Regions from separate parts of the Sus scrofa genome. Here region 2 is linked to region 1. Evidence: chromatin contacts called from public HiChIP or PLAC-seq data. All regions are on one chromosome and are shown on one strand. The core of a region is the stretch at or near the end of the contact, and the rest is flanking DNA. Distances in the headings are between cores, read along the strand shown. Region 1 has its middle 50 kb from the start of NCOR2. Region 2 holds the start of NCOR2 (nuclear receptor corepressor 2).

What was found. HiChIP or PLAC-seq counts read pairs in DNA pulled down with a chosen protein or histone mark.
Region 2: a contact with region 1 is called in an H3K27ac HiChIP or PLAC-seq map of skeletal muscle. The contact joins the promoter of NCOR2 here to the enhancer-like site in region 1. A contact is called at or near these places in 1 of 5 promoter capture datasets (liver), 10 of 47 Hi-C or Micro-C datasets (alveolar macrophages, brain, embryonic fibroblasts and 6 more) and 2 of 2 datasets of contacts at active chromatin or transcription factors (alveolar macrophages and skeletal muscle).

Annotation. Positions count from the first base shown.
Region 1 is chr14:28,589,276-28,595,821 of Sscrofa11.1, reverse strand. No RefSeq gene overlaps it. Among named protein-coding and RNA genes, the nearest start is that of NCOR2, 50 kb to the left of the region's middle. Within about 2 kb of position 4,726, at least 63 of the 83 cell types and tissues checked have an H3K27ac peak or open chromatin away from gene starts, as enhancers often do. A contact at or near this core is called in alveolar macrophages, brain, liver and 2 more, where this site is marked.
Region 2 is chr14:28,637,589-28,644,596 of Sscrofa11.1, reverse strand. It overlaps NCOR2 (nuclear receptor corepressor 2), which reads right to left and starts at 1,823. Exons shown (of 49, transcript NM_001044576.1): 1 at 1,812-1,823.

The DNA of each region.
Region 1 (6,546 bases), core at 3,477-5,976:
AGGTCTAAAAGAAATAGTAATAATAGCCTTTCTAACCTATGAAATGACCTAAGTGAGACCTAAGCCTCACTTAGGTCTAAGAGAAATAATATCACAAAAGCAAAAAAAGCAAAAGTCACACCGCCCTTGCGACCTTGGGCCAGCCTGGCACCTCTGACCTGTGCCCTCATCTGTAAAAAATGGGAAAAAACTGTCATCTGCCCCAGGACCTCCCAAGGTCTCCAGCTACAAAGTACCCCAGGGCTGGCCGCCAGCGTGCCAGCACTCATCTGATGGAGCTTTCTGAAGTCCCTGTTATTCGCTGTGCTAAATAATTCAAAACCATGTTTTCATTTCAAAATAAACACAGCACTGTCGCCAGAGCGAATGCCAAATTTGCATGAATGCTTAAGATTAAATGAGACTTCAAAGAAACTTCAGGCATGCCGCTGGCACTGACACCCCCCCCCCAACTCCCGCCCTGCAAATCCTGGGAAGGACAAATTCTCAGTCTCCTGCCCCCTGGAACAAAGATCTGTAGGTGCTGCTCAAATAAGAAACATAATTTCTTTATTCCCATCCTCCAGGGCAGCTCCACAAGCAGGCCTACTCTAGGTTCATTCTCGCTGCTGCACCAACGTGATGGTGAATAACACCAGGTCCTAATTCTTAAGTTCCATACCCAAACTGTGGGACCTTGGGCAAGTCGTTTAGCCTCTCTATGCTTCAATTTCTTCAGTGATAAAATGGGACGATAAGAGTCTTGACTTCACAGGGGGGTAAAGAAGAGTAAACTGGAAGATTCCTTTTTTTTTTTTTAATCTTACTTTTATTTTATTTTATAGACGCACCTGTGGCATTACGGCTGCACCTGTGGCATATGGAAGTTTCCGAGCTAGAGGTCAAACCTGAGCTGCAGCTACAGCTGCGGCCTAGGCCACAGCCACTGCAACACCAGATTCCAGCTGCATCTGCAGCTTGGGGCAACGCTGGATCCTTAACCCATTGAGGGAGGCCAGGGATTGAACTCGCACTCTCATGGACACTATGTCAGGTTCTTAACCTGCTGAGCCACAATGGGAACTCCAAGATTCCTATGGAGGGGAGACCTTGGCACTGAGTAGGTGCTTTATAGGTACTGGCTGTTATTGTCATTGCATTATATACGGTATAATGCAAAAGACCAAAAGCTCACTTGACAGGTTGTAAAGTCCCTTCCCCACCTCCAAGGATCCTTAAAAGATACCAGATGACCTTTCCAAAGCATCACTTCCCCACAGGAAACAAAACCCTTTAAGATGACACCCCTGGCCTGACTCTGGGCAGCATGGCCTTTCCCAGGCAGCAGCCCCAGGCTCAGGCCCCCTCCTGCCCCCCTTCCCTGGGCGCCTGACGCAGGAATTACCAGTCCCTTTGCAGGGAGCCCAGCCTCAGAGATGTCACCTGGGGAGGCTGCTGTTGGCACCACAGAGATGAAGAGGAAACGGAGGAGGAGGGAAAAACACACAAAAATAAAAGCTCTCAACCCCCTATTGTCAGCGGCCGTATTTGATGTGGGGGATTTGCTGTACAGAGAGCTGCTGGAAGGAAGAAGCAGAGCCCAGCTCTCCAGCAGGGTGCACCTCTGTTTCTTCCAGAGGGGAGCCCCCTGAGGTTGGGTTAGGCATCGGTATGGACCCCCTCCCCCCCGCCAAAATAAAATCTCCCCGTGAACGCACTTCTCCACCCACAGACCTCAGGTAGGGGCAAGAATACAGTCCTGGTACACCCCCACCTCGCAGTCAGGGGCGGGATCCAGGCCAGGCAGCCTCCGCATCCAGCCTGAATGGCAAGACGCTGGGGGCCGGGGCTCCTGCGGCCTCTTTCCAAGGCGAGCCAGCGGAAGAGTGTCAGAGCGGCCACCCACCCCCCCACTCCCAAGCTGGGAGAACAATCAACCCTTCCCAGGTCGGGCCTTTCAAGCAGCTAAATTCGTGTTTGCAGAAGCCCTCAGAAATCTTAAGGAGGTGGTATGAGTATTATTAATTGGGGAACAAGAACGGATTATGCCAAATAAATCCTTCCCACGGAAGGCAAACCCTTGCCAAGGGAGGGAGGGGGTGCGCGCAGCCCCGCGAGGGGTCTCCATCCCTCACCGGGGCCTGACAGCCACATTACCATTTACATGGATTTATCAATAGTATTGATTCCCCAGCCAGCGTAAATAGCTCGGTGGGAAGAGGCCGGGTCTGGGGCTGCTTCCCGCCCCCACGTCTGGGCACCGCAGACTCCCCGGGCACCCGGCGGAGGCGGCGGTAAATTTCCAAGCAGGGACCAGGCAGCCACCGCGGGGAAGCCAGACAGCGCCCGGGATGTCCTCTCGGCCGCCGCACTACCGCTGCCGATTCACCGCTCATCCCCCGCTCTGGGCCCTCAGCGTGAACCCCACGATCGGACTCGATCTGTGCATCTGTCAAATAGGCTTCAAGGCATCACCTGGCCTTCTCCGTCCTCATCCCAAAAAGCAAAGGTGGGGGGAGGGGGTGGAAAGAAGGTCCCCTCCCTTTACCAGATGCCCAGGCAAAAGGCAAGGCAGCTTCCTTCTCACAAGATTTCCAAGCCACTGTTTTAGGACCCAGGAATAATAATAATAACAACGGTTACAGTGGTTATAGTAACACATATACAAATACCTTCTATGTATTATCCTTGTCAGTTCTCACAACAACCCTCTGAACTCGGAACTATTATAATCCCATTTTGCAGATGAGAAGTCTGAGGCACAGAGAGGTTAAGTAATTTGTCCAGGATCACACTGCAGTTAATGTGGCAAAAGTATGATTCCAGCCCAAGGACTTGAGTTGCAGAGTTGGCTATGAATGGCTCAGCTATCCCAGCTCACATCCCTTCCTTTTCTCTGATGGCTGTCCCCCCACCCCATCAAAAAAGAGAAAAAAAAAAAAAAAAAAAAGGCCACCCACGACGATGTACACAACAAACAATGACCTGAGACGCCCTCCCAGCTAACTCCCGGCCCGGAGAGCCCCATCTATCAAAGCAGCCGCGGGGACCCAGATCTGGTTTAAAAAGGGCAAAGTCAAGGCCACCGATAACAACTCAACAGAACTCCCCCATACAGCCCACAGGGATCCTCTCCCCTTCCCTCCTCCCTGCCTCCCTCACACATCCTTCCTCCAAATCTGCAAAAGGGAAAAAAAATAATCATAATAAAACCAGTTCTCACCAACGGGGGGGGGAGGGGGGGAGGAAGGGAGGAGGCTGAGCCGACAGAACAGATCCGCCTCCGCTGCCTGCACCAGACCCTCAGAGCGCCAGAGCGCGCGACAGGCGGCGGGAGGGCACTCGCTTCCAAAAAAATAAACCTACAATGTAAAAATAACGCCGGGCGCCCCACGCTAATTGGGCCCGGGCGACAGCAGCTCGCAGGTACAGCGTGTCTCTCCCTCCCGCCCCGCCTGGCCCTCCCTCCCTCCCTCGAGCTTTTCCCTGCAAGCGTCCAGGGTGGGGAAGGCGAGTCCAACTGGCCCCCCAACTCCTCGCAAGTCTCTGGGGCTGCTCCCCCAGCATTAGGCCGTGGGGCCTCCGGTTCCAACCCAAGTGGGATCATCTCTGAATTCCAACTTCCCAAACTAGTGGCATCCCAAGTATCCGCACAGCCCGGGGGAGGGACCAGAAGGCGGCCCAATGAGGCGTCACCAGCCGCGGGAGGCAGGCCCAGACACCAGGAACACTGGCCCACGGGGGAGGGGGAAGCAAGGGGCGCCTGTCCCCGGGGACCCCCATCCAGAGCCCTCAGGTTCCTCGCCCAGGAGCGATCACCGCCAGAAACCAGCCCCCCTCGGCTGGCGGGAACCCCACCCCCGTGTGCCTTCCACAGCAGCCAGGCCAGGGAGCTGAGGGTGCCATCTCCGGGGGCTCCGCAAACCTGCGCTGCCCTCTGGAAAATAAGGCGCAGTGTCACCCTCCAAGTGAGAAGCTGCTAGGGTAGGAAGGAAGCGCATGGCGGCATTGCCCCCAGGGCTGTAGCACACGTTGGGGGGCTGCCCTGCGCAGTTCCAGGGCGCCCCCCGCCCGCCTACCCACCCCCACGCCACTTCCCTCCTTCCCGCCCCCTCGCTAGGGAGCTGGAGTTCCCCTAAGTTCCCCGGCACCCCCACGCACGCGGGCCGCAGTGTCGATGGGGCGCCTCGCTCCCCAGCAGGCCACCCCCCGAGAGCGCCAACTCGGGAGCGCAGGGGCCCCGCCAACTCCGCCGCGTGCGCCGCCAGATCTTCCCCGATTCCCCCGGAAGCGCGCCCTGCACCTCACCTCGGCCCTCCGCGGGGACCCCGGGCCCCAACTCACCTCGCAGAGGTGGCGGCAGCAGCACCCGGCCTCGAGGTGCGCTCGGGCCGCCCGGGCGCTCAGGCAAGTGGCGGTGCCGAACGGGCTGGGGGCTCACAGCAGGCCCAGCCTCCAGCCGGGACGCGATCCTCCCGCCGCCGCCTCCTAGGGCGCCAGCCCCCGGTCCCCGGTCCGCAACTTGGCGCGCATCGCGGGGCGCAGGGCGCGGGCGCACGGACTCTGGCGGGGCGCGGGCGGACGCGGGGCTCCGGTGCGGCCGGCCTGCCCGCGGCTCCGCTCCGCGGCGGCGGCGGCGGCGGCGGCGGCGGCGGCGGCGGCGGCGGCGGCGGTGGCGGTGGCAGGGGGAGGAGGGGGCGGGGCGGGAGCCCGGGAGGCGGTGGCTCGGCCTCCCCGCTCCTGGCTCCCCGCCCGCACCGACGCGCCCCGGCCCGGCCCCCTCGGGCTCCTTAAAGGGCCCGCGTCGCCTCCCCCTGGGCCTGCGCGCACCCACTCGCGCGTGCACACGCTGCCACACAGACACACACACACTTGGGCGCCACGCCGAGTTTCTTTTTAGCAGCTCCCCGAAGGAGGAAGGAGGGAGAAAGCGCCTCCCCATCCCGCCCCCTCCTCTCCAGCCCCGGATACTTAACTGGAATCGCGTTTCAGCTATTAAATTATAACTCAGGAGTGGCCTGTGGACGGGGAGGGGGCGTGAGGGGAGGGCCACACACCAGGCCTTTAAGGGACGCACACAGATGCGCAGGGACACACAGACGGAGGAGAGTTCACTCGGAGGCTGTGGCACACAGTAGGGTGCAGAGCTCTCACGAGTGGACGTGCACACACTGGGCCTCTGCAGAGAGGAGGTCTAACCCAGGTGAACACGCTGGGAAACTCGCAACGCTCCGCAGACGTGCGCGTGGCCTGGGGCATAGACTCAGAAGACATAAGGTCACTCACAGATAAACAAACTCCAGGCAGGAATTCGCACACGGAGGCAGTCACACACACTGTAATGTCCGTTTCCAGAGGGCCCGGGTTTCTGCCTATTTGTGCTCTACCCTTTCACAGTAGGGACTCAGTGTGAACTCCCATTTGGGGACTTTCTGGGACACAAATGCACAGACTTGATGCTGCAAGCCTGTGGTCCGGCTCGCAGTGCACAAGCAGGCAGGGTCAGAGACAAGCACACATGTGGACAGTCCCCTGGCACACAGCAGGCTCTCCCAGCTCCAGCAGAAACCCCACTGGTGGCCCTGACAACTGTGTGTCCTCATTTACCCCCTCCTACCCCTCCTAGGTTGCCCTTTCAAACCCAGGGGAGATCTATTTAAACAGTAGAGGGCACTGGCAGCCCCGACCGACCCTCCCTCCTCCTCTGCTTTCCCCTAAGTAGGAGAGTTTGAATTTTTTTTTTTTTTTCAGTTCAACTTTCCTTTTTTGGAGCGACGTCTCAGCAGATTCAGTTCTGCCATCTGCCAACATCTGAGAACCCCCAGGGGGAGTGGGGAATGGCTGTGGTGGGGAGGCCGCCGTGCGGTTTCCAGGGCCCGGGGTGTGCCTCCCGCCGCCTGCCAGCATGCAGGGATTGCCTGCCTCCCTTGTCGCGAAGTGTCCCTCTTGGCCCCCACAAGGCTGCTTGTGTTCTTTTTTCTAGAGAGCATGGGGGGAAACACCTGAGACTGATGAAACCTGGAAAAAAGGGAAGTGTCTGCGGAGGGGCAAGGAGCCATTTGCAGTTTGGAACAGAAGGGAATTGATGTCCCCTCCCTTCACGTTCTGGCCCCACCAGCTCCAGGCTGCCCATGGGAATCCACAGGCAAAAAGCCAGACCTCCAGAAGGAAGGACTAGCCCTTCAGAGGGGCCTGGGGGTTGAGGAGGGAGGGTGGGAACTGGGGAGCGCTCCTCAGCCAGTCTCACCCCACCAGGCCATCTCCTCAGCCCCCGCCCCCACCCTCACCCCTTGTCACCTGAGAACACACCCCTGCACTTGCATCTCAATGAGATTTCTGCTCCGGGATTAAGCACGGGGTGGGGGGGGGGTGTAGAGTCTTAAATTCTGGGCTTCCTTTTCCCAGCTTCTGCCTCCCAAGGCTTGCCCTGGAGCTTTGACTGAGGCTGAGGGCATTGGAGGGGGGTCAGGCAGGCAGAGGGACCATCAGCATTGTAATGTCCCAGGGGTCACCTAAAACTGCCTCAGAGACTCAACGGTTCTGCTTAAGGACAGAAGCACCCAGGCC
Region 2 (7,008 bases), core at 574-3,073, 52 kb before region 1:
CAGCCCTAAAAATAAAACAAAACAAAACAAAACCACCCTGCCTGGACCTCCTGGGATACCCAAGGGCCCAAGCTCAATTTCCAGCCAGGTGTAAGGGGCATGACCATCCACACTGACCCTCTCCCAGGAGCCCTGGAAATGCATCTACCCTTGGTTTCACTTTGGCTGCAGAGACAAGCTCCTCTGACCCTAACTGCCAGCAGAGCTAACCCAGCTCACTCTAGGGTGAGCTACTTACACCCCAAAGGCCTTCTCACCACTGCTGGTGGGATGGAGTCCGAGGGAAACCAGTACCCACAGCAAGGAACATCAGGGAACAGCAGGAGCTTCTGGCTGCACCCAGAGGACAGAGCAAGGAGGTAAAAGTGTTTAGAGAAGAGAGGAGTTCAACCATCCACGGACAGAACAGAGCCCAGGTCCCACCTCAGCGCTGCAAACAGAGGCCTCAGAGGAGGTGGCTAAGGGGCGCAGGCTCTGGGTGGGCCCAAGAGGTGAGTGAAGGGGCCTGGAGGCAAGGTTTTCTGGCTTTCACAGGTCATGAGCCCAGCTGACAGGTGAGGAGAGAAGGAGGAGAAGACAGGCTCAGAGAGGGCAAGTAACCTCTCCAGGGTCACCCAGCTAAAGAACCTCCACCCACAGGCTCTGGCTTGGGGCCTGAGTCCCAGTCCCGGCCCTTCCAAACTGTGTGCTGCTCAGGTGGGTCACCTGACACAAGCCTCAGTTTCCTCAACTGAGAAGTGGGGATCCTACAGCACTCTCCCTTCCTGTGGCTGATTCAGGTATGAAATGAGATCGTGCCAGGCAAACCACAGCAATCACATCAAGGGTGATAATACCAGGGACAGCACCCCCGACACGTGGCACCTTCCTAAGCACTTAGCATGAATCAGCTCAGCTCATCTTCAAGCGAGCCCTACCAGGCATCAATCACTACCCTGCTTCCACAGATGAGGAGACTGAGGCTCAGCAGGGTTAAGCCACCTGCTGTAACTCACACTGGGACTCAAAGCTAGAACAGCCAGGCCCCTGAGCTTGTACATTCTTTTTAGATCACTGTAGATTCCCATGCAGCTGTAAGAAGTAATATAGCTGGATTCTGAGTACCCTTTAGCCAGCTCCCCCCAATGGTATCATCCTTGAAACTGACAGTGATACAGTTGGCCTTATTTAGATCTCAGAGTTTATGTGCACTTGAGTGTGTGTGTGTGTGAGAGTAGATCTATGTACTTTTATCTCATACATGTACTTGAGTGTGTGTGTATGTGTGTGTGTGTGTAAATCTACCCACTTTTATCGCATATATGTACTTATGTGTGTGTGTGTGTGGATCTACGTGCTTTTATCTCAGTGCACATTCCTGTGGCCACTGCCACTGATGCAGGACAGTTCCACCACAAGGGTCTCTTAGGTGACCTCTGGTCCAAGCCATCACACAGGACTGTCTTTCTCAATGGTTGAGGAACCCAGTCCCCAAGACCCTCAGGGCAGGGCAGAGGGGGGTCACAACACAGCTCTGTAGCTGACCCAGCTGGGCACCAAGGGCTTAGGGGCAACAAGAGGACATTCATGGTGTCCCCTGCTATACAGGCCTTTCCCAAGGTCCCCAGGAGAGGTCTGAGGACAAGTGGACAGCAGGCAGCTGGCACGGGCAGCCTGGACACCCTGGGCATTCCCCTCTGGCTCCTCCTGGCCCGAGAGGGAGGCCCCGAGCCAGCCACCGGCCCAGCATCCGGTGTCACTTACAAACACACAGGACCGCTGCCACCCTCGGCAGGGGAGCCAGCCCTGCACACCCTGCCCGCAGGCCACACCAGGCACCGGCAGGGTGCCTGGCCCAGGGTCAGTGGGAAACGAGGCGGAACAGGCATGCAGTGGGGGTGCACCGGGCACTCCAGTCCAGGTCCAAATTCAGACTGAGCCTGGGGCTGGGGAGGGACACTCCTGATCCCACACTATCCCTAGATGTGGGGTTCCCATCTATGAAATGGGAGGGCTTTCTCCAGGGAAGAAAAGAAAACTCGACAGAGACCAAGATATAACTAACTTAAATGCAAGCTTATGGTCTACACTGATGTACACCAGCCCACTCGAGGCCCCTGCAGGGTGGTTTCTGTTTTCCCCAAGGCACATCTGTGGCAGCTCTCCCCTAATGGACAAGAGAAGGGAAGTTCCATGGGATTCCATGACCCACCCCAGGTCACCTGCTCATGAGAGGTGGGGCAGGGACCATTATTAGCCCCCTTCAGTCAGTCAACAACTCAGAGGTGGAGGCATAGGGAGCATCCATTTGCCAGATGGGAAAACTGAGGCTCGGAGATGTGACGTGACTTGTCCAAGGTCATGCAGTCCAGGATGTGAACCCCGGAGGCCGCATCCCTCCCTCGCCCTGTCCTCACGCCTCCACGGCTGCTCTGTTTGACAGACAAGGAAACTGAGGCTTGAACAGGTGAGACCCAGCATAAAAAGGAACGGAACCGGGATTCAAACCAGGATCCATGGCAACCGAGCCATGCCGTTTGGGAACCAGCGCTCCAGCGCTCCCCGGCCTGGGCGCCCCATGAGACGTCTCCCAGACGCCCCGGCGCACCCAGACCTCAGGACAAATCGCTCCCTCATCCCCTCCGCTCACAACTGAAGGCTCCTTGTGAGCTTGAGAAGCCCTTCCAACTTTCCAGTGTTTATCCCGGCTCCTCGCTGCCAGGTCCCTGGGCAAGCCCAGGCCGGTGGCGCTGATTTCAAACCAGACATGGGCACCCAGCCAAACGCCACCACGGTGGGAGCCGGGCGCCAGGGCAGCCGCTGCAATGCCTGCACCTGGCCCCCTCCCCTGCTCCATGGCCACCAAGGCGGCCGCCCCCCAAAGTCCCAGCCTTTCAGTCCTGGGGCCAACACTGATGAACAGACACAGGAGCACCGGATCTCTGATGCTGCCCACTCTTCCACAGGGACTGGGCACAGGGACTCTGAGAAAACAGCATTGTTTCCTCCCACCCGCCCCCCGACACCCCCGGGACCACAGTTGAGAAGCACTATCCCTTCAGGGCCACCCACCCACCCAGCACTCTTTCCGGGGCTTCAGCAACTCTGATAAGGCATCGGGTCACTGTCCCCTGGTGATCGCCCGGCGGCCAGGGCAGAACAGGCGGCTCCAGAACATGAATTCATCAGCCCCCAAATGGGGTCCCCAGCACAGGTCCCAGCCTTCCTGCAATCCATGGCCCCGATCGCCCTCCCTTGGCCAGGCAGCCGGGCCACGCCGCACCCCCCTGCCCACCGCCAAGCCCGGAAACTTCTCTTACCCGAGCACATGACCAGCCTCTCGCTCACGTCAGCTCCAAACACAACTTGAAGTAACTCTCCCACAAAAACAAAAACAAAAAAAAAAAGAAAAGAAAAAGAAAAGTAGAAGGTGCCAGCGAGTGGGTCAGCAGAGTCCACACACAGAGATTGTTCTGCTGGCTTCTAGAGGCCCCACCGTGTCCAACCTCAAACCCATCCTTCCTCCAGGGCTGACCCGGGAGAGGGGCGGCCCCACCGAGCAGCTGCGCCGCCTTCCCGCGAGACTGCGGGCTCCCACCCCGGCTGGGGGGGGGCCCTGCAGCCGGCCCGGCCCCCCAGGCTCCCAGCCCAATCGATGGCCCCCCTAGACGGGGCTGGGCCGAGGCCCCCCCAAGGGACACCCCACCGGGCCACCCGACCCACGGTGGGGTGAAAACGCAGTGTCAGGCCTCGAGGATCCCTGCTCACCTCCTGCCACCCGGGCCTATAAACACAGGGAATTACATAAGTCCACTCCTCTTGTTGGGAAGCCAAAAGTACGAGCTTTTTCTCCCAGCCTTGGCAGTAAGTAATAATTCCTCATCGCCATGGTAACCCTGGCGGGCTTCCAGCCGACACTCAGGAGCTGAAACACGGGAAGGCCTTTTTATAGCTCAGTAGAAAAACCTCCTCGCTGTTCACCGCTCGCAGGCGAAAGCGAGCTCCTGAACCCATCTCCTCCCAGCCGGACTGTCCACCCAGAGGGTGGCGTGGGCGTCCTGGCCGGGACCTGGCACGAACCGAGGTTACTGCCCCCGTCCCTCCCGGTCCTCCGGTCTCCAGGGTGACACTGCCGCTGGGCAGGCTCTGCCTTTAAAATATTTCTGTCCTTGTAATCTCAGGAAAAGCAAACATGACCCCCTGCGCATTGGTATTCTGAACCAGGGTCATCACAGTGACGGGCCCAGAGGATGAAAAAAGACATAGTCTGTCTGTCTATCTGTCTGTCTCTCTCTCACACACACACACAGAGACTCATGCACACAAGCCAAAATGGATGGTTTGGTGGTCAGCCCAGGGGTCTGAACCTTGGCTGCAACTTGCTGTGTAACTCAGAAACAAGTCTAAGCTTCTCTGGGTGTCGACTTGTCATCTACAGCAGGGGCAGGCTCCTCTCTGCTTCCCCAGGGCTCAGAGCAGTAGCGATGAAGTGTCAGGGGAAGCTGAAGAGGGATCTCCGGATGCACCTGCCCCCAGCTCCCAGGAGCTGGGTGCAGTGCTGTTTGCCTGGGACTGCATCCTGAGTGATGACAGAGGCCAGGAAGACCACCACCGCAGTGCAAAGGTCTGGAGGAGGGTCAAATTAGGTGTGTTGCCAAAGCAGAGAGAAAGCCAGAGCGGCCAAGTGCAGTAGTGATGCGGCGAGTCAGAAGATGAGGTCAGGTAGTAATGGCAGGGGGTGGGGCTAAGAAGTCTGGGCCAGTCTCCTTGGACTGGAGACACTCCCAAGAGTAATAATGACAACAACAATAGTAGAATGTACTGTGTGTCCAGGACTGGGTAAGCACTTCACTTGTTAAGCCATCTGTCCTCAGGATGGCACAACCAAAGCCCCTGCAACTGACATACAAAGAAGGAAACAGGCCCAGAGAAGTTAAGAGGCTCGCCCAAGGTCACACAACTAGAGAGTGGTTGAGCTGAGGTTTGAACAGGGCAAGCCCAGCTTGCATTTACCCTGCCCCAGGATCTAGTCAGCCAGAAGCCACAGAGGGTTTGGGGCAGATCAGATCTGCATGTGACAAAGGTCTGCAGCCCTGAACTGGCCAGGGACTGGAATGGCCACCAGGAGACCCGTGAAAAGGCCCATGTGGGGGCCACATGGGTGCCAACTTTATCAGCTCACCTTCTGGCCTCTCCCAAGAAAACCCTCCAGAGTATTTGGGAAAATCTCTACTCATCTGCCTTCTTTCAAGGGAGGGGAGGAGTTCCCATTGTGACTCAGCAGGTTAAGAACACCACACAGTGTCCACGAGAATACAGGTTCGATCCCTGGCCCTGCTCAGCGGGTTAAGGATCCAGCGTTGCTGTGAGCTGTGGTGTAGGTCGCAGATGTAGCTTGGATCCTGCGTTGCTGTGGCTGTAGTGTAGGCCGGCAACTGCAGCTCTGATTCGACCCCTAGCCTGGGAACCTCCATATGCCTCAGGTGCAGCCATAAAACAAAACAAACAAACAAAAAAGGAGGGGAAACCAAGACACAGAAAGACAGGACAAACCAAAAACTGTATTTTTAGACCAAAGATCCAGGTGCCGTCTTCCTGCCCCGACCATCGGGAGACCACAAAACTCAGGACTGGGCCAAACCAGCCCCACCAAGCCACAGGCAGTCGGCAGGACACAAGGCTGCAGAGTCAGAACGTACGGGTTCCTTTTGTTCTTTTCTGTTTATTTTGGACACAGACCTGCACCCAGACTTTCTCAGAGGCTGGCTCTGGAGTCAGGAGTAACACAGCCCAACCCCCATCAGAGTTATTTATATGCGGGCAGGTTGGACGCCTGGCCTTGTCATTCTGCGGCCACTTCCTGGGTCTCCCCCCACCCCTTAGAAGCCAGGCAGCGAATGATTTGCTGAGTGACTCTATGAAGACGGCAAATCATCACAAACCAGAAAGAGCCCGGGCAGTACCCTCCAGACAGAGCCAGCCCCTGACCCCAAGCTTATGTTCAGAATGAGTATGTGGTCATCTGCTTAGCAAAAGTCCTTGTTCCCCAAGCCTCTGAGGGTGAGGGAAAACCAAGATTCACCTGGTCATTCCAGGTACTTCCACCAACCCATCTGCGGGCAAAGCTTTGAACAGTAGGCAAGATCACTGGCATGGGGGCCACAGAGGCATGGGGTCCCCCCAAAGAGGCAGGAGGGGTCCCCAGGCCAAGTGGCCCTGGGCAAGACCCCCACCCTCTGCAGCCATCAGTCTGCTCCGCTGTGTGTCCGGGTCAACAGGACTACACCTGCGGGGGTCCGGGTCACAGCTCCCATGGAGTAGCCAGGCCCCATGTGGAAGGGATCCCTGCTCACTGCGCCCCCCACAACTGCTTCTTCCTGACCAGGCCAGACTCCGAGATAATGCTGGGAGCAGAGCAGGGGCTGGGGGAAGAGAAAACATAAGCTAGAAACATCTGGCTACTGTTACCTCTTCCTCTCCTTTCCTGAACCCTGATGCTGCCAGACTGGGGCGGGTGATCACTCTCTCTCCTGGACAGTCTTGGTTTCCTCATCTGAAAAGCCACTTCCAAGATGACTTGGGTTTGTTTTTTTTTTTTCTCCTTTTTTTGGCCACACCACGGCATATAGAGTTCCCAGGCCAGGGATCAGATCCAAGCCGCAGTTTCAACCTAAGCAACGGTTGTGACTATGCTGGATCTTTAGCCCACTGTGCCCGCCTGGGGATCGAACCCGTGTTCCAGTGCTCCCAAGACACCGCCGATCCTGCTGCGCCACAGTGGGAACTCCAGAGATGATTTTGTTGGTATGCATCCATACACTGAGATAGTCTTTGGCCATAAAAAGGAATAGGCGCTGATTCACGCTATCACATGGGCGAACCTCAAAAACATCATGCCAAGGGCCAGACACAAACAGCCACATGCTGCGTGATCCCATTTACATGAAATGTCCAGACCAGGCAAATCCAAAGAGATGGAAAGCCGACCGGTTGTTGCCAGGGGCTGTGAGGAGGCGGGATGGGCAGTGG